Regions from separate parts of the Mus musculus genome. Here regions 2, 3, 4, 5, 6 and 7 are each linked to region 1. A link is a contact called in public promoter capture Hi-C data. All regions are on one chromosome and are shown on one strand. Each heading gives the region's core, a stretch centred on a gene start, on an enhancer-like site or on the middle of the called end of the contact. The rest is flanking DNA. Distances are from core to core; before and after follow the strand shown.

The links. Promoter capture Hi-C pulls out the DNA fragments that hold promoters and counts their contacts.
Region 2: a promoter capture Hi-C map of liver shows a contact between it and region 1, with 4 times the contacts expected there. The contact joins the promoter of Khsrp here to the promoter of Zfp119a in region 1. A contact is called at or near these places in 3 of 39 promoter capture datasets (the 3T3-L1 cell line, hippocampal neurons and liver), 2 of 115 datasets of contacts at active chromatin or transcription factors (astrocytes and cardiomyocytes) and 1 of 9 other capture datasets (adipose tissue).
Region 3: a promoter capture Hi-C map of embryonic stem cells shows a contact between it and region 1, with 10 times the contacts expected there. The contact joins the promoter of Slc5a7 here to the promoter of Zfp119a in region 1. A contact is called at or near these places in 8 of 39 promoter capture datasets (the 3T3-L1 cell line, cranial neural crest, embryonic stem cells and 3 more).
Region 4: a contact with region 1 is called in a promoter capture Hi-C map of pre-B cells, with 3 times the contacts expected there. The contact joins the promoter of Tnfsf9 here to the promoter of Zfp119a in region 1. A contact is called at or near these places in 3 of 39 promoter capture datasets (cranial neural crest, hippocampal neurons and pre-B cells).
Region 5: a promoter capture Hi-C map of liver shows a contact between it and region 1, with 3 times the contacts expected there. The contact joins the promoter of C3 here to the promoter of Zfp119a in region 1. A contact is called at or near these places in 5 of 39 promoter capture datasets (the 3T3-L1 cell line, hippocampal neurons, liver and 1 more).
Region 6: a contact with region 1 is called in a promoter capture Hi-C map of hippocampal neurons, with 5 times the contacts expected there. The contact joins the promoter of Gpr108 here to the promoter of Zfp119a in region 1. A contact is called at or near these places in 8 of 39 promoter capture datasets (the 3T3-L1 cell line, the C10 cell line, embryonic stem cells and 4 more), 1 of 484 Hi-C or Micro-C datasets (muscle stem cells) and 2 of 9 other capture datasets (adipose tissue and liver).
Region 7: a contact with region 1 is called in a promoter capture Hi-C map of liver, with 4 times the contacts expected there. The contact joins the promoter of Adgre1 here to the promoter of Zfp119a in region 1. A contact is called at or near these places in 2 of 39 promoter capture datasets (hippocampal neurons and liver).

What each region holds. Positions count from the first base shown.
Region 1 is chr17:55,877,200-55,880,343 of GRCm38.p6, forward strand. It overlaps Zfp119a (zinc finger protein 119a), which reads right to left and starts at 1,754. Exons shown (of 4, transcript NM_144546.6): 1 at 1,661-1,754. The coding sequence starts at 1,663.
Region 2 is chr17:57,029,504-57,032,793 of GRCm38.p6, forward strand. Khsrp (KH-type splicing regulatory protein) reads right to left here and starts at 2,004. Exons shown (of 18, transcript NM_010613.3): 1 at 1,645-2,004. The coding sequence starts at 1,896. Slc25a41 (solute carrier family 25, member 41) reads right to left here. Exons shown (of 7, transcript NM_175333.3): 7 at 3,269-3,290.
Region 3 is chr17:54,297,663-54,300,939 of GRCm38.p6, forward strand. It overlaps Slc5a7 (solute carrier family 5 (choline transporter), member 7), which reads right to left and starts at 1,372. Exons shown (of 9, transcript NM_022025.4): 1 at 919-1,372.
Region 4 is chr17:57,104,035-57,107,273 of GRCm38.p6, forward strand. Tnfsf9 (tumor necrosis factor (ligand) superfamily, member 9) reads left to right here and starts at 1,351. Exons shown (of 3, transcript NM_009404.3): 1 at 1,351-1,826; 2 at 2,216-2,252; 3 at 3,007-3,239. The coding sequence starts at 1,398. It overlaps Gm11110 (predicted gene 11110), which reads right to left and starts at 1,908. Exons shown (of 4, transcript NR_033508.1): 1 at 1,864-1,908.
Region 5 is chr17:57,226,672-57,229,945 of GRCm38.p6, forward strand. It overlaps C3 (complement component 3), which reads right to left and starts at 1,465. Exons shown (of 41, transcript NM_009778.3): 1 at 1,285-1,465; 2 at 22-211. The coding sequence starts at 1,364.
Region 6 is chr17:57,245,891-57,249,254 of GRCm38.p6, forward strand. It overlaps Gpr108 (G protein-coupled receptor 108), which reads right to left and starts at 1,799. Exons shown (of 17, transcript NM_030084.4): 1 at 1,621-1,799; 2 at 874-993. The coding sequence starts at 1,746. It also overlaps a transcript of Trip10 not described here.
Region 7 is chr17:57,357,311-57,360,518 of GRCm38.p6, forward strand. It overlaps Adgre1 (adhesion G protein-coupled receptor E1), which reads left to right and starts at 1,376. Exons shown (of 22, transcript NM_010130.4): 1 at 1,376-1,446. The coding sequence starts at 1,416.

The DNA of each region.
Region 1 (3,144 bases), core at 504-3,003:
TTAACTGGGGCTGACTTACAGTTTCAGAGATCCAGTCCATTATCATCATGGCAGAAAGCATGGCAGCCTGCAGGCAGACAGGGCGCTAGAGGAGCTGAGAGTTCTAAACCTTGATCCAATTGCAACCAGGAGACTTTCTTCCACAGGCAGCTAAGAAAAGGCTCTCTACACTGGGTGAAGCTTGAGCTGTAGCAGACCGTAAAGCCTACCCTCTTAGTCACACTCTTCCTCTAACAAGGCCACACCTCTTCCGATGAGGCTCTAACCTCCTAATAGTGCCACTTCCCACGGGCCAAGCATATTCAAACCATCACAGGCTCCTAGTCTAGCAATAATTCAAAATGTAATTATTCTCATTTCAAAGATCTCCATATTATATCACAGTCCCAACACTGTTTAAATGTCTAAAGTTTCGTCGAATACTAAGGGCAATCTCTTGACTTTGACATCATATAAACTCAAAATATACAAATTCTATAAATCAAAATAAACAAAAAGTATAACTTCTCAACATGCATGGGCTCAGAATACACTTTTCCTTTACAAAGAAGGAAAGATTGGACCAAGGCAACCCTGTGGGGCATAAATCAAATCATATAGGCAATGAGAATAAGAGCATTTTTGTGACATCTGAACAGAAAGAGAGAGCAAGATTAGAAGGAGAATACAGAGTGGAACAACTTAGAAACCATAGATAACATAAAAAAAAAAAAAAACAACTATGAGAGCAATGTACAGAATGCAGAGGGAAGAGAAAAAAAAAAGAGCTGCAGAGAGCAGAAGGAGCAGGCAGACTTCTCCTTACTATGGGACAGAACAGGTCTTTTCTAACTAACAAGGAAGGTTTGGTCTTAGTAAATAAAGAGAACAAAGCTTTACTCCTCTACACTAACTCCTCTAGAGGGGTTACAGGCTTCCTTAAAATAACCTTCCCTAACTTGTCTAAGAAGAAATTAAACAATTGGAGGCCTGCAAACTCAGGTTTAAGTGTGTATCTTTTCTCTGATTGCTCGCTATTATCCCTTGTTTCCCTCCCCACCCAGTTCTCTCAGAGAACCGGGAAAACCTGCCTGCACAGTACTTCCTGGGAAAGAATAGAGATCAACAGAACATGAGAGAAAATTTAGAAAGAAAAGAAAAAAAAACACACAACTAAAATAGAGTAAATGTTGATGAAAGAGGCCAGGAAACCCAGTGAGCCTGGCCTTACTAACACACGTTACTGGACGGTCAAGGCATCTACAAGTCTGTGTCGATGGCAAACACTTTGCATCTGCACAGAATTAACTGCGGACGGATCATACATCAGAACCTCAGGTGCCAAGTGCAGAACTTGTAGAAGACACCGGAGAAACTAGGGTTCTCCATGTCAGCACATCTGCCTTCCCTGGACACAGGAAAAGCAGCTGAGGCGCTCACTGCATGGTGACGTCAGCAACAAGGATGTTTTCACTCCAGGACCCGCGCCCCACACTCTGCGCAGGCGCAGCCCGGGATCGAAGTCAGACGTCCGGCTTCCGCTCCGGAGGTGCAGGGACCTCAGGTGAACAAACGCAATCACGCCGGGCGGCGAGTCTGACCGCCGGTTCCCGCACCCCGGGAGGAACCCCACACAGTCTCCCAAGGCTCCTCCCCGCGTGGGGACGGCGGCCCCGCTCACCATGGCGTGGAGACCGAGCTCGCCCCGCTCTCCTCACAGCTCCCGGCAGCGGGTGGCAGACCAGGACACGGAACCACAAGAGCCTCCCTCAGACCCGAGCCCGAACCTTTAGTATTAGGGAACGGAAGTGCTCTCCCCATTCTGGCTAGCGGATCCATGCGGCCGTGATTGGCTAGTAAGGAATGAGTGACAGCTCCCCTAGTCACCGAGGGCTGTGAAGTATCACAGCACAGTGGTTCCCAGTCCTGGTGTCCGCTCAGGCACAGAACTGTCTCAGACGCGGAGAGACAGGCATTGCCATAGAACTTGCGCCTGTTAGCGTACAGGCAGGTCCACAAGCCTACTCTCGGGGACCTAGCAGAGACTTCTGTCATCAGATGCCATCACCTGCCGATGCCATCAGGCGCGCCCGGTCTGTTTCAGGATGAATGTATCCACCCACCAGCCACCGGAGCTCTCTCCCTACTCGGCAGGCCGTCTCTCTGTTCCCGGTGTGCGCTCCTTTCTCTCTCTGCCTGTCATATGCCCACTTCTCTGCCTCTGTCCCTTCGCCAGGACCTCAGTCCCCCAACCCCCACCCCCCAATAAAGCTTTTTTACACCAGATGCATGGCGTAATTTCTCAGGACACACTTCAGCTCGATCTGCCAAAGCTACTTCACCTCACTCCATTATGTTTCCTAACAGCAGGACTGCACAGTCGTCCCTGCTCTGCTGCACTCAGGAGGCTCCTTAATCTAGGCACAAGGTCTCTAGCATACACAGATCACTAAACAACCTCAAGTGGAGTGATCCACCTGCCTCACAGCCAAAAGAGCATCCAGACTATCCAGGTCAAATTTAAACCTCCTGGTTGATATTCACCAGGCATCATCCATTTTTAAAAAGACTCATCTAAATTGCTCACACTTCTTTCAGCTAAACACTGGTAGCCAAAACACTAACACATTCCCAGCCTTTAGTGGTTGCACTGGCTCATTATGCCAGCACTTGGGAAGTGGAGTCAGGACATCAAAAGTTTAAGCCTAGTAATTCCAGGACAGCCAGGGAGGATACACAAAGAAATCCTGTCTCCAAAAAAAAAAAGTTTAAACCAGCTTGGTCTATGAACCCAAACACCAACTATTCTGGCCCCCAAAGGGGAGGTGACCAGGGTGTGATCAAGTGACCATAGGTGTGTGGGTTCATTTCTGGGTCTTCAATTCTGTTCCATTGATCTACCTGCCGGTCTCTATACCAATACCATGCAGTTTTTATCACTATTGCTCTGTAATACAGCTTGAGGTCAGGGATAGTGAATTCCCCCAGAATTTCTTTTATCATTGAGAATAGTTTTCATTATCCTGTTTCGTTTTGTTTTACTTTTTTTGTTATTCCAGATGAATTTGCAAATTGCTCTTTCTAACTGTGTGAAGAATTGAGTTGGAATTTTGATGGGGATTACATTGACTCGGTAGATTGTATGGGGCAAGGTGGCCATTTTTA
Region 2 (3,290 bases), core at 754-3,253, 1.2 Mb after region 1:
CCTTCAAGGCACCTGACATCCCAGTATGACCAAAACAAAAGCCCCTTTGGGGCACACACTGAGTTTCAAGTACACAGAGAACATATATACATCACCCCTAAGTCATCAAACACACTCCAAATCCTGAACTCAGGATCTGGCCTATGCTATTATAAAAAACAAAAAAAAAAATTGTGCTTACCCTTGACAGGGAGTGTCATCTCAACTGACAGCACTTACCCACGGGAAGCTGCCTCGTAAGACAATTTGGGGGATGACCAGAAAAAAGGCACGCTAAAGCCCATCCCACCTCGGAGGAAGGCAGAGGTGATAATGAAGAGGGCAGTAACTCAATGGGTCCTCCCACCTAGGGAGGAGCCAGTCCTTAGGCCGGAGGCCTTGGGACAACCCCAGGATAGCAGCATCTGTGGTAAGCCTGGCCTGTCCAACTCTCAGAATGTACCCGAGTGGGGTTGTGAGCAAGGCTGAGCCAGGTCACACCAGCACATAACACTCTTAAATGCGGTCATCAAAACAAGGCATGTTCCCAAAGACAGACAATACTTTTGAATTCAAACAGTAAAAAGCAGGATCCCGTGTCCACCTTCCCCACCTCATCCCAAAGCCCAGGCTCTCTAACAAAGGGTCGGTCCTCTCTTCATCAGAAAGAACTCTCCCAACCCCTTACCAAATCCCTTCCTAGGGAAGGTACAGAAATGGGCCAGGGGACCTGTTTTGACTTGAAAATAGGAGTAATGGTGTGTAAAGCAAGATCCTCTAAAAGGGAGTTGAATTTCTGGGCGGGTGCAAATGTGTGCTAAGATGGGTCCCCCCCACTTTCTAAGTATACGGCCAAGCTCAGTCCCTGTGCAAACCTAGGACTCCGTCTTGGGAACTAATATATTCTGAACCCTCAGGTCTCTGAATAGCGGTCTCCTACCATCCTGCGATGCAACTTTACAAACCCTGAGAAGCCCTTGGGGACCCTAAGACTCCAAGGGTTCAAAGAGGGGTCTCACAGCATCTCTGACCCCATCCTTCATGAACTCAGGAATTGCTCTTACAGATCTGCCTCAGTTTCTAGAACCCCATGGGTCCTAAGGGGGTGCCTAAGTGAAAACCCAGGAGTGATTCTTGGGGACATCCTCATAACATTCAAGCTCAGGCCTTTGGAAAACTAGGAGACCTCTCCAAATCACAAACAGTCTTGGACTTTAGAGTGGTCCTCAGAATGCAAACCCTATATCTTGAATGGAAATAACGGGTGCAAGCTCGGGGGGTGGCTCTTGGGGACACTGTCCCAGACTGCAACCTTTATGGGTCCTAGAGGAATCCTCTAGTACACCCAGGAAAAAAATCGTGGGAACTCCAAAGCTGCAACCCTCCTAATAGAGAAGACCTGGTGCAAGTACAGGGGTGGGTCTCAGGGACCCCAAAGGCTGCAAGCCCTGGTACCCAAGAGAAACCGTCCAGTGCAAAGTCTAGTTTTCGGAGATCCCCCCTTCAACGCACCCTTAACTACACGCACGCAGAGGGTCACCCTCACACCGTGACGGCCCCAGACTCCCCGCCCCGAGCCCGCCGCCCACGTGACCCTCCCGCGACCCCGCGCGCGCCGCTGCCCCCTCCCCCGCGCGCGCGCACGCGCCCTCGCGGCCCCCTCACCTGGCGGGCCCGCTGCACGGCGTCGGCGAAGGCGTCCTTGCGGATCCCAGGGCCGCCGCCACCGGGAGGCTGTGAGGGGCCCCCGGACGCGCCTCCTCCACCCGGGCCGCCGCCGCCAGGGCCTCCGCCGCCCCGGTCTCCCGCGCCCGGCGGGCCCGGCGGAGGGCCTCCTCCCGCACCCGCGGCTCCCCCTCCGCCGCCAGCGGGAGGCGGCGGGCCGGGCGGGGGACCTCCGGTGTTGTAGTCCGACATGGCGCGGCGGGGACGGGCTTGGTGCGGAGGCTTCAAGCTGAGGAGGCGGAGGCGGCGGCGGCTCAACGCGGGAACAAGGCCTCGCTCCACACGGCCGCGGAGCACGATGGGAAGCCAGCGGCTGGGAAGGCGACGGGGAGGGGGGGTCGCGGAGGGGGAAGAGGGGCACCTCCTCCCGCCACCGGCTTGACGGACGCCGAGGAACAGCCAGTAGTATACGGCTACCACTCTACGCCCGCCAATCGTGGGCCGTAAATCCGGGCGACCAGTCAGAGCTTCGGAAGATGCAGGGGGCGGGAGGCGCGGTGTGACTGACGAAGATAGGACTCAATAAGCCCAGGGCTGCTGGCGCTGGGCGGGCAATTGGAAGTCACGCGAGAAGTCAGGAGGCCCAATGAAGCGCGAGTTCCACCTTCTCGGGGCGGCTCTAGGATGAGAGTGACGGCTCTGATCAGTCACGTGGCCTTGAGGGCGGAGCCTATGAAAATTCTCTGGGATGAGCTGGGCGGGCGCTCGGCAAGATAGTCGTCAACACCAGCTAATGAATACACTTAGGAGGCGGTGCTTGCTAAGATTGGCAGTCATTTGATCCAGTCCCCGAAGCATTTTGGAGGATGCGCTTGGATTTGGACGTGACTTTTCTCAGAATCCTTGTCCTCTGACTTCTGAGCCAATGGCTGAGCGACAAGGGCAAGCGTTCAATGATTGACCCCTCTGTGGACAAATAGCAGTAACAGAAGTAATAGTGCCCGCTTGCTGAGAGCCAGTGAAAGCGCATCTGCATTGGGGTGGAACCCGCTACCAGGCGGCAGGAGCGGATTAGTGGGAGCAGAAGTGAGTGGCAGAGGACGTGGGAGGTAGTGCTCAGCAGCCGGAACTATGGGCAGGACCTTAAGTCAGCGCCCCAGTAGCCTGGCTTGGGGAGGCCTTGCCCGTGGCCTGCCCGAAGCCTTGGGGGGTGGGGGGAGTGGTGGCCCGAAATTGGGTGAAGATTTTCCCTCAAAGGACCTTCACTTCCAAGACTCATGACACCAACTCCTCAAACTTCAAGCCTATTCCCAACCTCGACCCAGGCCCCCCACAGGGGTCCAAGTCTCCTGCTCCCAACCCTGGACTAAGAAGGAACCCCAAGTTCCCACAGGAGTCCAAACTTCCAGTTGCCACCCTGGGCCCAGAAGTCCCAGGTCCATTTACCGGAGTTCAAGACCCCTAGAGCTCCTAGCCTGGACCCCAAAATCTCAGGTCCTCCTGATCCCCAAGTCGTCAGGGTGGGGGTTGAACTTAGGATCTCATAAATGCTAGGCAAGCACCCTAGACGATACACCCCATCTCCCAGCTCCCACCCAGAACCAGCTAATCTCAGACACAGACGTCCAAAACTATCTTTATTCATT
Region 3 (3,277 bases), core at 122-2,621, 1.6 Mb before region 1:
CCTCTCCTCTCTCTCTCTCTCTCTCTCTCTCTCTCTCTCTCTCTTTCTTTCTCTCTTTCTCTCTTTCTCTCTCTCTCTCTGTTCATTCTTCATTCTTTACTTATCCTTTCAGACCTCAGGAAACAGGTCCAAAAGTAACTCAATATAAAATATCTGGCCAGAATACCCCCTCCAAAAACACTAAAACAAAAACAACGCCCCCCCCCCAAAAACAAACAAACAAACTAGGAAAATCCTTTTTAAAATCAATTTACTGTGACAACTAAGTATGTTTTCCTTGTTTAAAAGAAGGACCCTCTCAATCTCTCAATCTTCCTTTGTCCTTAGTTCATATCATGTCCACCCCACCCCCACCCCCACCCCACCCTCACTCCTACCCCCACCCCCACCCCGCGCCTCATCATCCCGGTCTCTACAGAAGAGGATTTTAAAATAAGGCAATATATAAACCACAGTCACAGATACGAAAACGCGAACGAAGAGGACTGATGTCAACTTTTAAAATAAAGCTTGATCTTACGGAATTCCTGTTCTCTTATACTGAACAAACCAGTGCTATTTCCTTCACCCCAGTTCACAGGCGTAAGTTTTTGTGGGAGGGGGTCTGAGCTTTGCAAGCGGGTTCTGGCTGCAAGCACTCACCTCCGGGATGTTCTGGAGCGCCCCGGACCGGGTGGGCTCCGCCTTTGTGAGCCCAGAGCCACCAAATTTCCCCTCCGCCCAAACTCCCCCGCGCCCTGCTCCCCTTTGCCTCTGAGCTCTGGATCTCCTGAATCCAGACTCCTACAGTCGCTAGCACCCCTAGAGCCACAAGTGCTTCTTAACTGAGCGGAGGGGACATCCCCAGCAGGCAGAGTCGATCCTTCCCGGGCGGCCCCGAGGGTGTGGCCCTAGCTCTTGTTCCCGTAGGGCTCTTACCTTTGCGTCACCCGGAGCTGCTTTAGGGGTCCAGGAGCCCCTTGAGCCCCGGGCTGTGAGGGACACGGAGGGAGGGAGGCTCGAGGTGAGTGGAGGGGGCTCCGGCAAGGAGCCCGATGAGGACTCCGAGGGGGTGAAGCGATCGATCTGGGTATTGGAAAAAGTCTCTTTATAAGGGCGGAAGGCGGGGGCGATCGTCAGAGCTCTGGAGAAGGACGTCAGAACAAAGTGGTGCTGGGCGTGAGTTGCGGACTGTGCCCTGGTGTGGCCCGGGGTGCGAGGGAACAGCCAAGCTCAGATCCAGCACTTGCCCAAGTTCATGTTCCCATCCCAAGTCAAGTCGTCTGCTACCCTAGAATGGAGGACTCCAGACTAAAGGTCATTTCCCAGCCTACCTGCCCACTTTATCTTTCTGGGTTGCAAAAGACAGCAATGGACTTGGAGGATTTCACTTGCAGATGCAGACTGGAAGCTTCCAAACCCCGCCTTGAGGTGTCCACATGCAAGCTCAGTTAAGGGCCTTGTCTCTGTCTCTGGTTGGCCTCAGAGAGGGGTTGCTTTCAAGCCCTTCTTGGCTAGTTTTTTTGTAGAAACATGTTAGGAAGGTTTAGACTAGTCAGCCTATTTCTCTTTGCTTTATATTCATATTCCCTTCACTTAAAACTGGGGTCACCATGAAACTTTCTCACAGGTGCACAGTTCTTTAAAATAAAGTTGGTGTGTAAGCCACAGGAAACATCCTACTAGCTAAGCCAAGCACTCTAGCTTATAAAAGCACTCAGTCTATCACTTCAAACAGGTTTAGATCTTTTGCATGCATATATATCTAGCACTACATTTCTAGCATACTACATATCTAGTATTCTGTGACAGGATTACTTATGTATCTGTTGTACCTGTCTTTAAAGGGCTTTATCTTATAACAGTTGAATATATTGTAGAGGGGGCTGCTTCTGCAACCTTTTAAATGTGTTTCAGGGAGAGGTGTTATGGAATGGGTGTGAGGAAAAAGAAAAGATTGAAAGCCATAAAGTCTCAGCTTTGTGCCCACTTTCTCACTTCTTTCTACATCTACTGAGCCAGTCTATTAAACAGTGAAACAGTGCATCTGACAGCTAACGAGGTGAAGTCCATACTCAGCTGCTATCCACCTCTCTAGGCTAACCTGCAGACTAGCTCCCATCTTAGACTGGATTTATAGAGGCTCTTTTAACTGTATTCCCCATTCCTTTGTTCTCTGTGTGAACAGTAACTTCCCCTGTTACTGGACAGGGCAGAGGCCTATGTGGATAGTTGTCATAATGAAGGTTTGTAACCAGCTAATTGCTATCTATCTATCTATCTATCTATCTATCTATCTATCTATCTATCTATCTATCTATCTATGGAACAGACCCTATTTGAGCTCAGACAGAAACTAACAGAAGACAGACATGAAATTCATTTAACCACTCAGTGTTTTAGGTGGGATTTCTTTTACTTTTGATTCTAATTAACTTCTGATTTTGAACTTAGGCCACAGATTAATACACATTTTTTTCCTTCTGGAATATTCCTTAAGGTGATGACACAGATATTTCAGTTGCAGTAGGGCAGGGATCAGGAATGCAGTGTCTCAGACAGTGTGCCAGTTTATGGGGCTAAGGTCAGAGAGTGTGACTCAAGCACAGAGAGACAGGAGAGATGGCTGTCCTCACAGAACATCACTAGGGCTTAGGGGTGAGAATCCGGAGTGCAGCCAGGGCTGGCACTCTGGGAGAGGTGGGGCTAGGGAAACTAATTAATTTTGAGAAGCCAGGAATACCAGGATCTAGACCAACTCCCAGATCTCAGTAGTGACAGTGACCTTGAAAGTGGCTTAAAAGAAAACTGGCAAAGAAACTGTCCTTCATGATAAAGAGCACCAGTTGAAAATGACAACTACTGATGTATTGAGTCTGGCTTTTGGCAGACATGTCCTCATCTGCCAAGTCCTGTGAGTACCATTGTCTGACCAGACAATGATGCCGCACATGCGTTTCTGATCTAGCATCCTCTTTGTGATGCATGTTTGTCTTTTATCTTCACTATAACATCCCTTTCTACTTTCCTGAGAGTATATGCTTATACTTGGAGCCACAGAATATATGTCAGTGGGAGCTGAATTTCGGATTTAGGAGCTGGAAAGCAAGTTTGCATTACAAATCATTTATTTCGTTAGTACACATCTCCTATTACTTTTTATATTCCAAACAGTGTTCTAAGAACCGAGAATATATGTAGAAAATGATATATAATGCCCTACCCTAAACAACTTTTTATCCTTAACAGGAAAACAAAAGGAATATCAGACAAAGGTCTCATTTAACTTCTTATTTTC
Region 4 (3,239 bases), core at 101-2,600, 1.2 Mb after region 1:
CCAGTAAGCTCGAGGCTTTGCGCTCCTTCCCCAACACAGAAGAAGCTGGATTTGAGGGTGTATGCCTGTCTGTGTCTGTATCCCAATATACTGGGGAGGGTCAGAAGTTCAGAGTCATCCTAGGCTGTCTAGTGAGTTGGAGGGCTGCAAGGCGAAGACCAGACCCTATGTAGAAACAAACAACTCCCCATTTTATAGCTTGTTGTTTCCTGCTGAGATAAATGGTCTGGTTATATCAGTACTTTTTTTTTTTTTAATTATGTTTACTGATGGTATGCATGTCGTGGTCAAAGGGCACTTTCAGGACAAATTTCTGGGTGTCAGTTCTTTCTTCCCACCATGTAGGTCCTGAGGACTGAACTCAGGCCACCAGGCTTGTGATTATACTATTACTGGCTGAGCCATCTCAGCAGATCTAACCAGATCAGAACATTGAGGAGTCTGTCTCCAAGGTTTGCCCAGAGCCAGTCATCTCTCAGTTCCTCTTTTGGGGGGTCTTCTCTGCGCCCCCCCCTTTTGCCTCTACCTCAGGCAAGAACAGTGAAAGAATGGGAAATTGGAAATGTGTCCGCTGCCTGGGGGAATTTCTCTATCTGGACTCTCCAGCCTTCTGTTTCTGGAGTCCTAAGAGACTACTAACAGGAAGCCCCAAGAAAGTGGGTGGGGACACACCAGGAAAGGCCCAGGGTAGAGATGGGGTCCTGGGGAGGAAGAGGCTGAGTGAGTGGGTGCCTAGCAGGTCTCTTTGATTCCGCTGGGGATGGGTGGGCAGTTTTGGATGTCCCTAGAGTCCTCGACAAAACAACAACAACAAAAAACAAAACAAAACAAAACAAAACAACAACAAAACCCCCTGCATTTAGGGCGTCCCAGGGATGGGGAGCTAGGGGTTGGAAGAAAAAGGGAGCAGGAGAGATCAGGAGAGAGACAGAAGTTTGAGAGACAGAAAAACAGGAATGAAAATCAGCAGCGGAGAAATAACCTACCAGTGGGGAACACAGAAAAAGAAGGGAGACAGAGCTGTGGATTCAGGAGAGGCCAGGGAGGGAATGGATTCCGATATCACATGGTTCCCATCATATAAAAAGCTCTTTAATGTGTCAGTGTTAAACCAAATCAAACACACACACACACACACACACACACACACACACACACACACACACAAAAAGGGAAGAAGGACGGGCGGGCACAGGGCCTGGACAGGGAAGGGGAAAGGGGCGAGAAGGGGGAGGGGAAGGGGGGAGGAGGAGAGAAAGTTCCGGGAGTCGAGGGGCGGAGCGCGGAGCCCGGGAACCCCGCGGCTGCCCTCCCTCCCTTCCCTCCCCGGAAAAGGCGCCTCGGTAGCCTATAAAGCACGGGCACTGGCGGGAGACGTGCACTGACCGACCGTGGTAATGGACCAGCACACACTTGATGTGGAGGATACCGCGGATGCCAGACATCCAGCAGGTACTTCGTGCCCCTCGGATGCGGCGCTCCTCAGAGATACCGGGCTCCTCGCGGACGCTGCGCTCCTCTCAGATACTGTGCGCCCCACAAATGCCGCGCTCCCCACGGATGCTGCCTACCCTGCGGTTAATGTTCGGGATCGCGAGGCCGCGTGGCCGCCTGCACTGAACTTCTGTTCCCGCCACCCAAAGCTCTATGGCCTAGTCGCTTTGGTTTTGCTGCTTCTGATCGCCGCCTGTGTTCCTATCTTCACCCGCACCGAGCCTCGGCCAGCGCTCACAATCACCACCTCGCCCAACCTGGGTACCCGAGAGAATAATGCAGACCAGGTCACCCCTGTTTCCCACATTGGCTGCCCCAACACTACACAACAGGTGAGGCTCATCTCATCCCTAGGGGACTCTTTCTTACCTTCTGGAAGCATCGCTGCACCGACAGGGAGAGAACAGCACTTCCTCCCCACCCCCGCCCCGCCCCGCCCCGCCCCGCCTCGCTCTGCTCCTGCTACTCCGCTTGAAGCACCCCCTCTCCATCTCGCACTCAGAGGAAATCCCTTTGCGTCTTGACCCCTTGAATGAACCTATGAAACCTGGGGGAGAACTCCCGAGGGTGCACCGCAGTTCCCTTCAGTCCCACTTAGGCCTTCAGGGCTCTCCTTCTCCATCCAAAGTTGGACGCCCCAATGTGTGCTGGGCCGTATGAGTTCCTATCTGCTTCTTTAGGATGTAAGGTACCATCTACCTTTATTTTTCTTTCTTCCCAGGGCTCTCCTGTGTTCGCCAAGCTACTGGCTAAAAACCGTGAGTGCCCCCTGATTTATTTCCAGCGGGTCCCGCAGGGAGGTTGAACAAGGGGACCTGTTCAACCTTCTAGTCATGTCCCTCTCCCTCACTTACTCAGCCTTTCTCACTTGCTGTCACAGCTCCAACTGTCATCCTTGGGACCCCATCCAGGTTTTCAGAGAATTGAGAATTCTCACCCCCAGCTGACTCTGGGAGATCTCCTTTTCTCTTTTCCTTCCTCTATCCCTCCCATGTAGCCCAGGCTTCCTCCAAATTCATTATGTAGCTGAGGCTGGCCGCCCTGCTGCCAACACCTCCAATGGGCTGGGATAAATGAATGCCTTTGGGCTTCAGGCACCCTATTGAGCCCGAGCCCTAGTCTCTCCCTGTCAAGTCTTAGTTGTCAAATTATTTGCCCTCAGAGATGACTCTCTTCCTGCACTCTCCATATCCCACCTCTCTCCCAGTTTTGTTCATCCCTCTCTTACTCCTCTGATTTCTCTCTCTTCTTTTCTCCTCTCCCCCTTCCCCTCTTGTGGCCCCTTTACTCAGCTCCTTCCAGGAGTCCATGTGCATCTCCGCTCTTAACACTCTAGACCCTCGCCCCTTTGCCTCGTTCTTATTCCACAACCACTTTCTTAAATTGTATCCCTTCTGGGTGGCCCCTCCCTCCTTTTCTTCTGTTTTGTCTCCTCTCTTTCCTCCCCATTCCCATGGTTTCCCCCCTCCCCCACACCCCGCAACCCTCAGCAACTCAGTGTTCTTTTTCTAGAAGCATCGTTGTGCAATACAACTCTGAACTGGCACAGCCAAGATGGAGCTGGGAGCTCATACCTATCTCAAGGTCTGAGGTACGAAGAAGACAAAAAGGAGTTGGTGGTAGACAGTCCCGGGCTCTACTACGTATTTTTGGAACTGAAGCTCAGTCCAACATTCACAAACACAGGCCACAAGGTGCAGGGCTGGGTCTCTCTTGTTTTGCAAGCAAAGCCTCAGGTAGATGAC
Region 5 (3,274 bases), core at 215-2,714, 1.3 Mb after region 1:
TAGTTCCAGTTCCTTGCCCACCTTGATGGAGACGCTTCTCAGATGTCCACTGGCTCCTGTCAACACTGTCTTCTCACTGGTCAGCACTTGCCTCTTTAGGAAGTCTTGCACAGTGACTGTGACTGGGATGTCACCCTGAGCATCGTGGGCCTCCAGTACGATGGTCTCTTCGCTCTCCAGCCGTAGGACATTGGGAGTAATGATGGAATACCTGACCGTGGGGTGTGGGAGCAGATGTCACCTCAAGGCCTGAGACTTCAGCCCTCACTCTGGCTGGCCCAGTCCCTAGTTCTAGCGTGTTCTAGTTCTCAGTGCTGGAGCAGATGCCTGGATCCACGTCCTCCCCACACAAGAAGGTACCAAACCACAGCCCACTTTCCCTTAGCCACTAGAAGCTGTCTTTTCCTGGCTTCAGCACTGGGTACCAGCCATAAGGACTTTGCTTGTACTGAGAAAGTGCTCTCTCTACCACTAAGCTATACCTCAGCCTCTCCTCACTTTTCTGTTTGGAAACAGCATCTCACTAAGTTGTTCAGGCTAGCCCTGAACTCACTCTGTAGCCCAGGCTTGGCTGGAATGTGTACACTTCCTGCCTGGGCTTCCAGAGTGGACAGGATGACAGGTCCATGTAATCAGGCCCAATGCTGAGCTTGGCTTTTGACAGTCCACACAAGGGCTATAGACCCCAACAACCCTCCAGTCCTCACATCTTAAAACTTACCATTGCCTAAACCACAAGACATCACAGACACCATAAATCTATAGACCTTCTTCTTCATAAGTAGGCACACCAATGCTACAATACCTGAGTTCTATGAACATAAGACAACCCAAACACTCACATTCTCTCTCTTTCTCTCTGTTTGTATGTATGTATGTATGTATGTATGTATGTATGTATGTATGTATGTATGTATGTCACGTCACAGGAAGATGTCCGGTGTCCTGTTCTATGCCCCTCCCTCCCCACACCTTGAGTCAACATCTCTCTCTGAACCTGGCACTGGGCTGGCAGTCAGCAAGCCCCAGTATCTGGTCTCCAGCCCCACAGTGTGGGGTTACAGGCTCTGGAGGCCACTCCTGGCTTTTCTGTGGGTGCTGGGAGTTTGAGTTAAGGTCCTTATGTCCATGCAGCAAGACTTCATACCCACTGAGCCATCCTCCAGCCCCCAGCACAAATTCTTAACATCCCTGTCTCCCCCCAAGTGGGTGACTCCTAGGTGACTCACCTAGGTGACTCCTAAATTGTATAAGAAACTGCACCCCCAAAAGGTAACTACTTACATGGGGATCCCCAGAGCTAATGGGGAGCTGGCCAACAGCAGCAGTAGCACTAGTAGCTGGGACCCTGAAGCTGGTCCCATAGTGAAGGAAAAAGGTGGAAGGAATGAAGGGGTAAGGGGCAGGGGTGGGCAGAGGCGAGCTGGGGCTGTAGCCGCTGGCTCTTTATATGGCTCTCCTCTCTGGTCCCTCCCTGTTCCTGCACCAGGGACTGCCCAAAATTTCGCAACATAGTTTCCTAAGCTTTTTCACAAACCTGGGGCAACAAGCCTTGGGGTGAGTAACCCTAGGCACATTTCCATTACCCTGGAGCTTGAAAGTACCTGCTTGGCTCAGGCTTTTCTTGGGGTCAAGGCCAGATGCTGAACCTGGGCTGGTCCCTGTTGTACTTGGTTACACCAGAGACCATTGAAGTCTAGAGTGACCTCCTCCCACACTTAGCTGGGTCCCAGTAACCCAGCACTTCTGGATGGCTGGTTCTCCCTACCCCCAAGGTCTTGCTAAATCAGTGGGTCGAGACACATTTGGCATTGCATTATATATCCTGCGTATCAGTATTTACCTTACAATTCAGAACAGTAGCAAAATTAGAGTTGTGAAGTAGCAATGAAATAATTTTATGATTGGAGGTCAGCACAACATGGAAGGGTGGCAGGTTCAGGAAGGTGGAGACCACTGTGCTAAACAGTTCTGAACTCCTACCTCTACCTCCTCAGTTGCTGGGCATTACCCAAGCCCTACTTATGCATTTATAATCCAAGTCTTTCCTATGAGGAGGATAAGGGGTGAGGGCATGTCCCAGCCCAGAGTCCCAGCTCTGTGGAGCATTTTCTGAAGTGGGAAAGAATTCTGGTTTTTTGAGGATCTGGGACGGTTTCTTGGCAGTGGGACAGTTAAGCTTTGGTTTTGAAGGCTGCCTAGAAGTTCGCCCTCCGGGGGGCATGCTTGCTTTCTAGGGAAAAGAATGAGGTGGACCTTACCTACCCTGTCACTCAGGGTGGCTGAATGACTCTGGTGGGCTTTGAGAGTCATGGAGGAAAAGCCTGCTCTTGTCTCTGCCTCTAGGACTTGTCCTGCCCCTATATTATCTCTTTCAGTTGTGTTGGTTTTGTGGTTGTAGGCAGATAATGATTCACAATGCTTAGTTGGTTTTTTTTGTTTGTTTGGTTGGTTGGTTTTTGGTTTTTTAAGACAAAAGTACAAATAGTGGCTTTAGAATACAGCTCAGTGGGAAAGTGCTTCCATACTCAGTAGCATAGGATTGATTCTGGTGGCATACATCTGTAATCCCAGCACGAGATGCTGGAGGCAAGAGGATCAGGAGTTCAAAGTCAACCTTGCTATGTAGCAAGTTAGAGGCCAGCTTGGGCTACATGACACCATTTCTTTTCTTTTTAAAATATTTATATGTATGTGTTGGAGTGTTTTGCCTGTATGTATGTATGTATGTATGTATGTATGTATGTATGTATGTATGTATGTATGTATATATGTATGTATGTATGTATGTATGTATGTATGTATGTATGTATGTATGTATATATGTGCATCATGTGTATGCCTGATGCCTACAGAGGCCAGAAGACAATGTTGGATCCCTGGATCTAGAATTGCAGGTGTTTTTGTGCGCCTCATGCGGGTGTTGGGAAACAAGCACAAATCCTCTGTATGGGCAACCAGTGAATCATCTCTCCAGCCACACAGACCCTGTTTCTAGAAAGGCCAATTCTGGCCCATCATGACCAACACACAGGTTTCACAGTAACCATTAACCTCCTCTCTGTATTGTTCTCCCAGCTCCCCTGAGGGCCGTCTGAGGGCTGTCTTGCTTTCTGTGTGTGACAGATTTGCCTCAACAATTATTGTTCCAGATCAATGCTCAGGGAGATTTCTCCTCCTCGCTGCCAACTGCCCCCCCCCCCGCCCTGGTACTTTATGTGAAAGCAACCAATGTATGCTGACAACAGACAGACTTCCGGGGTCACCAACCAAC
Region 6 (3,364 bases), core at 549-3,048, 1.4 Mb after region 1:
TGAACATTACCTCTCTGCCAAAAAAACCACAAGGCCACTCCCAATGGGTCATTTATATCACACCTCTTCACCCAAGGCTCAGGGAATGAAACTGAGGAGGAGGAGGAGGAGGAGGAGGAAAAGGAAGAGAAAGAGGAAGAGGAAGAGTCAAGACTGTAAAGGCAGAGGCTGAGGAGGGCAAGAGGGGAACATTGTCCTCTGAACACAGCAGACTGTTGCTTATGAACTCACAGCAGCTGTGGTTGCCCACACAGGATCGAGTCAGTCAACATTCCAGCATGGAGGGAAGAGGGGTGTTTGAACCCCTACACCTAACTGGGGAGCTGTGGACAGCTAGCTGATAGATGCTGAGTGAGTGAGGGTGTGGCCCCAGGAGAAACAAACAAACAAACAAACAAGAGCACCGGCCTTAGATCCCAGCACTTGGGAGACAGAGGTTGGCAGATCTCTGAGTCTGTGGCCAGCCTGGTCTACACAGAGTTCCTGGCTATCTGGGGCTACATAGTGAGGCCATATCTTTTTTTTTTTTTTTTTTTTTTTTAAAGGACATGAGATTGGGAGGAGTTTGGGAAGGTGGGAATGGATTTTGGAGGAGTTAGGGGGAGAAGCGTGTATGATTAAAATGCATTATATACATGCATATATGTTACATATATACTGGCTGGCTAATTTCTGATCCTCCTGCCTAAGCCAGCAGGGACACTAAGATGACAAATCTGTACCCTCAAACCCAGACTGCATGAGACACTGTATTCATTCTTAGGTGACAGGTGGGGAAGGCTATGAGACTGGCCACAGATCACACCGGTGAGGGACAGAGCTAAGACAGAATCCCAGAACTTGCACACTGAGTCCTCCCATGAGCCCCCTCACCTTTGGCAACTTCTTTTCTGTCTCCTGGAGGCTGAGTCGCAGTAAGCTCAGCTCTACTTCCAGGGAACCATTGGTGTAGAATCCGAAGCTGTTCAGTTGGATGTCAGCTCGCTTCTCCCCCTGCAGGAAACCAAAGACACAGTGGCACAAGGGCACTCTCCCCACCAAGTCCAGCACGACGGCGTGTTTCCCTGAGCGTCTCTATACATTTTTATTCAGGACAGGAGCATGTGAGAAAGCCTTCCTGGGTACATCGTATTGGTGCTGGTGACATTTTCCTACTTCAGTCCGAGGCAGCTAGAGGGTGGGGTTGTGTGTCCATGGGGTGAAACCCTGGCAACCCCATGACAGTCCCCATATAGACGTGCACCACCCCGAGAGCGGGCTACATAGGCTGGTGTGACTAGTTTCGACTTTCCAGAAAAGTTTTCGATTCTATCTGGGCTAAATTTTGAAAGTAGTCTCCTGTCACTCCCCTAAGTGAATTCCAGGAAGATCCTACCAGGTGGTACCCCTTCCTCCCAGGTCCTATGGTTGTTACCAAGTGTTCCCTGAAAGTTTAAGCGCCAGGAGTCAGGGGTCCCAGGAGATGAAGCCCCGCCCTCTAAGCCAGGCCAACCCATTACGAGCACCGGGCGGGGAGACCCCGGGACGAGACCACTAGCGGCCTGCAGTGGGGGGTGCGGCTGCTCCATCCACCGGCGGAGCTATGGGGGGAGACAACGAGGCCAAGCCTGCGGGGCTCACTGTGAGAGTCAGCCGGTGGATACGGCCTGAGCAGCCGCTCAGCGTCAGCACCAGCAGCGACAAGTATCCCCATCGGCACTGCGTTGGGCTCTCGCCGCTGAGCCCCCTCCTCTCGCTCACTGCCATCTCTGGGGCTGCGACTGCCCCCCGAACACAGCCTCTGACGCCTGATAAGGCCTACCCACTTTTCAGCCAATAGTCGCACGACGTGGTCTAGTCACCCAATTAGCAACTGAGATTCTTTTGATTGTCAGAAGGCCTCCCAAATGGGCGTGCTTATCCTTTTCAGCCCCGGCTTTCATACTCTCCAATCGCTAAACAGATTGTCCCGGATGTAGTTTGAGGAACAGGACGATTCACCAATGATCCAGGAACCCATATCCGTCCCTTAAAGCGGAATTCCTTCAGCAACTCTTAACGGTCCAAGACTACATTACCCAGAATATAGAGGGAGCAGATCCGTGCAACGAAGCATGCATAAACTACATTTCCCAGTATTCCCAAGGACGCACTTCCTCTCCCACCCCTCACTTCCCCGATACCCTGCTCCCGGCCAGAAGTGGAGACTTAGTCAACGTACGCGTCTATGAGCTTACCTTGTTTCAACTTTGCTGGGCCACCGAAAAGCCTAAAATTCTTCGCACTATGCTGATCTCTAATCCTCGGCTGAATGCCGCTGTAGGTCCTACCTGAAGACTCCGCCCTAGGCGTAACCTTGCAGCAGCTGAGTTCCCTACTTCAAACTGAAACATAGGCTCCTCAATTCCTACTGAGTCCTCAGATCTGGAAGAGTCCCAGCTGCTGGATCCTAGTTGTAGCTTGCAACTCTTAATTAGATTGCTGACCCTGGCGCGAAGCTTCCCACCGTAGTGTGATACCTTTTTCGTCACTGGGACTCTGAGTCCTTCTCCACCCTCCTCCACCATCCCTCTACCCCACTTTACATCTCAGAGCTTAGCCCACAAGCCACCAGCAGGTGGGGCCAAGGCCTATTGGAGCCTCAGTTCCAGCACTGGCTCCAGGGCGTCTTTCCTCAGAAGTCTAGACTGCTCTTCTAGCTGCAACACAATGGTGTTTTGACACTTGCGTAGCGGCGGAGAAAGCACCTACAGCCAGGGAGAGTGGGGTGGGAGCCAACAGGGCCTCTTCCCTTTTATCCGGGAGCCTTAAGGGGGTTTACAAGGCGTGAAAGGACTTTTATGATTGGGAGGACCCGAAATCCTAAGCCCCAGGGTCCCAGAATCTAGAGGCAGTTCTGATTTGGGCCTTACATACTGAATGAGGCTGGAAAATGTGTAGTCAAGTGCAAGTGCGCGGTGCTGTGCGTGCATGCGTGTGTGTGTGTGTGTGTGTGAGTGTGTGCCTAGCCCAGAACGGTGCCCAAAGGACAACCTGTCCTCTGTTTCTCAGAGGAGACTCTGGCGGGAAGGAAGAGAAGTCAGGATGCGGTGGTGTTGGGGGGTGCTAATGGACCTGGCCTTGGCTGGATGTGCATCCTGGGCAAGATCGAAGTCATCCCATCTCTGTGGCCGGAGGGAAACAGACTATTAGTGAGACGAAATGGAGATTTCTGGAGCCGAGTAGGTCCCCGCAAGAGCCTAATGACCAACCACAGATTTTCCCTGCCATGGAGTGGGGACACGTGGGAAAGACTGCTTGGATTTGGGGTTTTGATCTCTTGACCCTTTATAAAAAAAATGCGAAGTTGAAAGGAAAGGATGAATAGTTTGGGATGGCAGAGGAG
Region 7 (3,208 bases), core at 126-2,625, 1.5 Mb after region 1:
GATGGTGATTCCCCCAGAGGCTCTTTGATTGTTGAGAACGGTTTTTGCTATCCTGGGTTTTTTGTTATTCCAGATGAATTTGAGTTGGGATTTTGATAGGGAATACACTGAATTTGTAGATTGCTTTTGGCAAGATGGCCATCTTTCCATCTTCTGAGGTCTTTGATTTCTTTCTTCAGAGACTTGAAGTTCTTGTCATACAGATCTTTCAATTGCTTGGTTAGAGTCACACCAAGATATTTTATATTATTTGTGACTATTGTGAAGGGTGTCATTTCTCTAATTTATTTCTCAGCCCGTTTATCCTTTGAGTAGAGGAAAACTACTGATTTGTTTGAATTAATTTTATATCTAGCCACTAAGCTGAAGTTGTTTATCAGCTGTAGGAGTTCTCTGGTGGATTATTTTTTAGGGTTATTTATGTATTCTACCACATCATCTGCAAATAGTGATATCTTGACTTCCTCCTTTCTAATTTGTATCCCTTTGACCTCCTTTTGTTGCCTAATTGTTCTGGGTAGAACTTTGAGTACTATATTAAATGATAGGGGAAAAGTGGACAGCCTTGGGTGTGGTGTGTGTGGTATGGTGTGGTGTGTGTATGGTGATGATGCATGTGGTGTGTATGGTGTGGTGTATGTGGTGTGGTGTGTGGTGGTGGTGATAATGATGATGGTGGTCTCTCTGTCTCTGTCTGTCTCTTTCTATCTCTGCCTCTCTCTCTCTGTCTCTCTCTGCCCCCCTCTGTCTCCCTCTGTCTGTCTGTCTGTCTCTTTGGTGTGATGTATGTGGTGTGTGTGTATTCTACAAGGTTGACATGATGACAGAATTTAATTTTCTTAGCAGCAAGCTCATGGATCCTGGTGATAAATGCAGCATGACTTTACTGAAAAGGCTTTGTGATCTTGAAGAGTGGATTGACTTCACTGTGGGCAGCACATGCAATCTCACTTGTTTGGTGTAATGAAAGAAGAGAATGAGAGGTGGAAGGGGGATGGTAATGTTGAAAAAAAGAATGGTACAGAGGAAACTGAGGTTGGAGAGAGATGGGGTAGATGGTAAGAGATGGAGAAAGAGGGAAGGAAATGGAGAGAAAGACAGAGAGACAGAGAGAGACACACAGAGAGACACACAGAGACAGAGAGGAAGGGAAAGGGAAAGAGAAAGGAAGAGGAAGAGGGGGAGGGGAAGGGGAAGGGGAAGGGGAAGGGAGAGGGAGAAATGTGGACACTAGCCAGATTTAAGGGAGAAATTAGGGGGTTGCCAGTCTGTCCACCTCTGATGGTGGCAACTCAGCAGAAAGCTGCTGGGCTCAGTCTGGCTTTGTTGAGCAACCCTGACTCCACCCCTTTTCTTCCCCACAAAGCAAGCTTTTAAAGGGAAGGCTTTCTTCATTGAATGACTGCCACAGTACGATGTGGGGCTTTTGGCTGCTCCTCTTCTGGGGTGAGTATGAGGTTGAATGGGGCATGGATGGCTGAGGTGTGGGCTGGAAATAGGTTGCAGGGAGAAAGGCCAACCTTGGAGGGGTTCGGCCCATAGGCTAATGTCTATTGCACACAGCAAACTTTACCTTGGGAAACCTTTGACAAAATTCCTTGACTTAGGGAAGTCTATTCACCAGGGTAGATCTTCCTGTAGCTGTTCATGTGGCATGTCTGTGTTTGTGAGCCATCTCAGTTTTAGTTAGAATTTAACATGGAGTAAACTTGTGAGGCTCCGGTGCGTGCATCTGGGATGGTGCAAGGGGGATGGAAGTCCACACAGCAATGGAAACAGTCCCCTTACCATTGCGTAGCCCTTTTTTATCAGCCATAGCTCACAAAGCAGAACATGGGTGTGAAAGAGGTAACTTGCCGGGCTTTGGCAACAGTTTAGTGTGTAAAGTGCTTGTCCTACAAGCACAAAGATCTGGATTTGATCCCAGAATTTATGTTAAAAAACCAAGTATGTGGTACACTTCTACCTCTGGCTCTGGAGAGTAGAGAAGGAGGATTCCTTGGTTCTTGATGGCCAGCTAGCCTAGCCCAATTGGTGGATTCCAGATCAGTGAGAAAGTCTGTCTCTAAACAATTAAGGTAGATGGAACTGGAGAAAGGTGTTTGAGGTCATCCTCTGGTTCCTACATGCCAGTACACACAAGTGCATGTTCACCTGCACTACACATTGCACAATGTCATGCACACACAACACAAGTGCAATGCACACACAGACATGCAATGCACACAAAAGGCACATGTGTACTCACAGATGCAAAAAGAAATACTGTGAGCAAGTCTTAGCTAATGAGGGGTAGAGCCACGGTATAAAATCATTCCAGCTCTGGCCTTGTTCAAACTCTTAGTCATGGCTGGTTTGTGCTGTGGGAGTCAGCGAAGATAGTCCCGTTCTAGAAATAGACTCGGGGCTACACCTTCCTTTTCTGGCTCCTGTTGCTTTTGTTTTGGGCACTAGCGCATTTCACTGTGTGATCTTCCACGTCACTGGTTTTCTCGCGTGTTTGCAAGATTTTTTTTCCCCATTGTTTTAAATTTAGATGGGAGATATGGATTTCCGGTTTTAGGGATGAGAAGAGGGATCTATTTTGCCTCACAGTTTGAGATGGTATGGTCTGCCATGTTGTGGAAGCCTTGGAAGAGTCATAGTTAGATGGTGGGCTGGCACTGCTTTCTGCTTGTTGACTGTGAAGCAGAGAGCTAAGAAGTTGAACTGGCGTACATATTTTCAGGTCCCCTCCCATGGCCTCATCTCTAAACTTCCTCAGACAACACCACCATCTGGTGACCAATAGGTTAAACACATGATTGTGTTGGTTACATTTCACATCCAAACCACAGCAAACAGCTAGCCTGCATACATGTATATGTACATTACATGTACATATATGTGTCTTACACACATAAAGGCAATAATTTTAATATCGTCTCAAGAATGAACTTAAAATAATATCATGCTTATTTACTTAAATACATTTTAATTTATTCTTTGAGGATTTCATACATAAAGGCAGTAATTTTGATTACCTGCACCTCCGTGCCACTCTACTCTGAGACCTCTCTTCACTGTGACCATCTCTAACATCATGTCCTACTTTAAAGAAAACCCACTGAGAGCAGGGTGACCTTCTGGGGCATATCCCTGAAGCAAGAGGATTCTCCTCTTAGCAGCCATTGACTCTCAGTAGATCATCAGCTCCTCAGGATGGGAC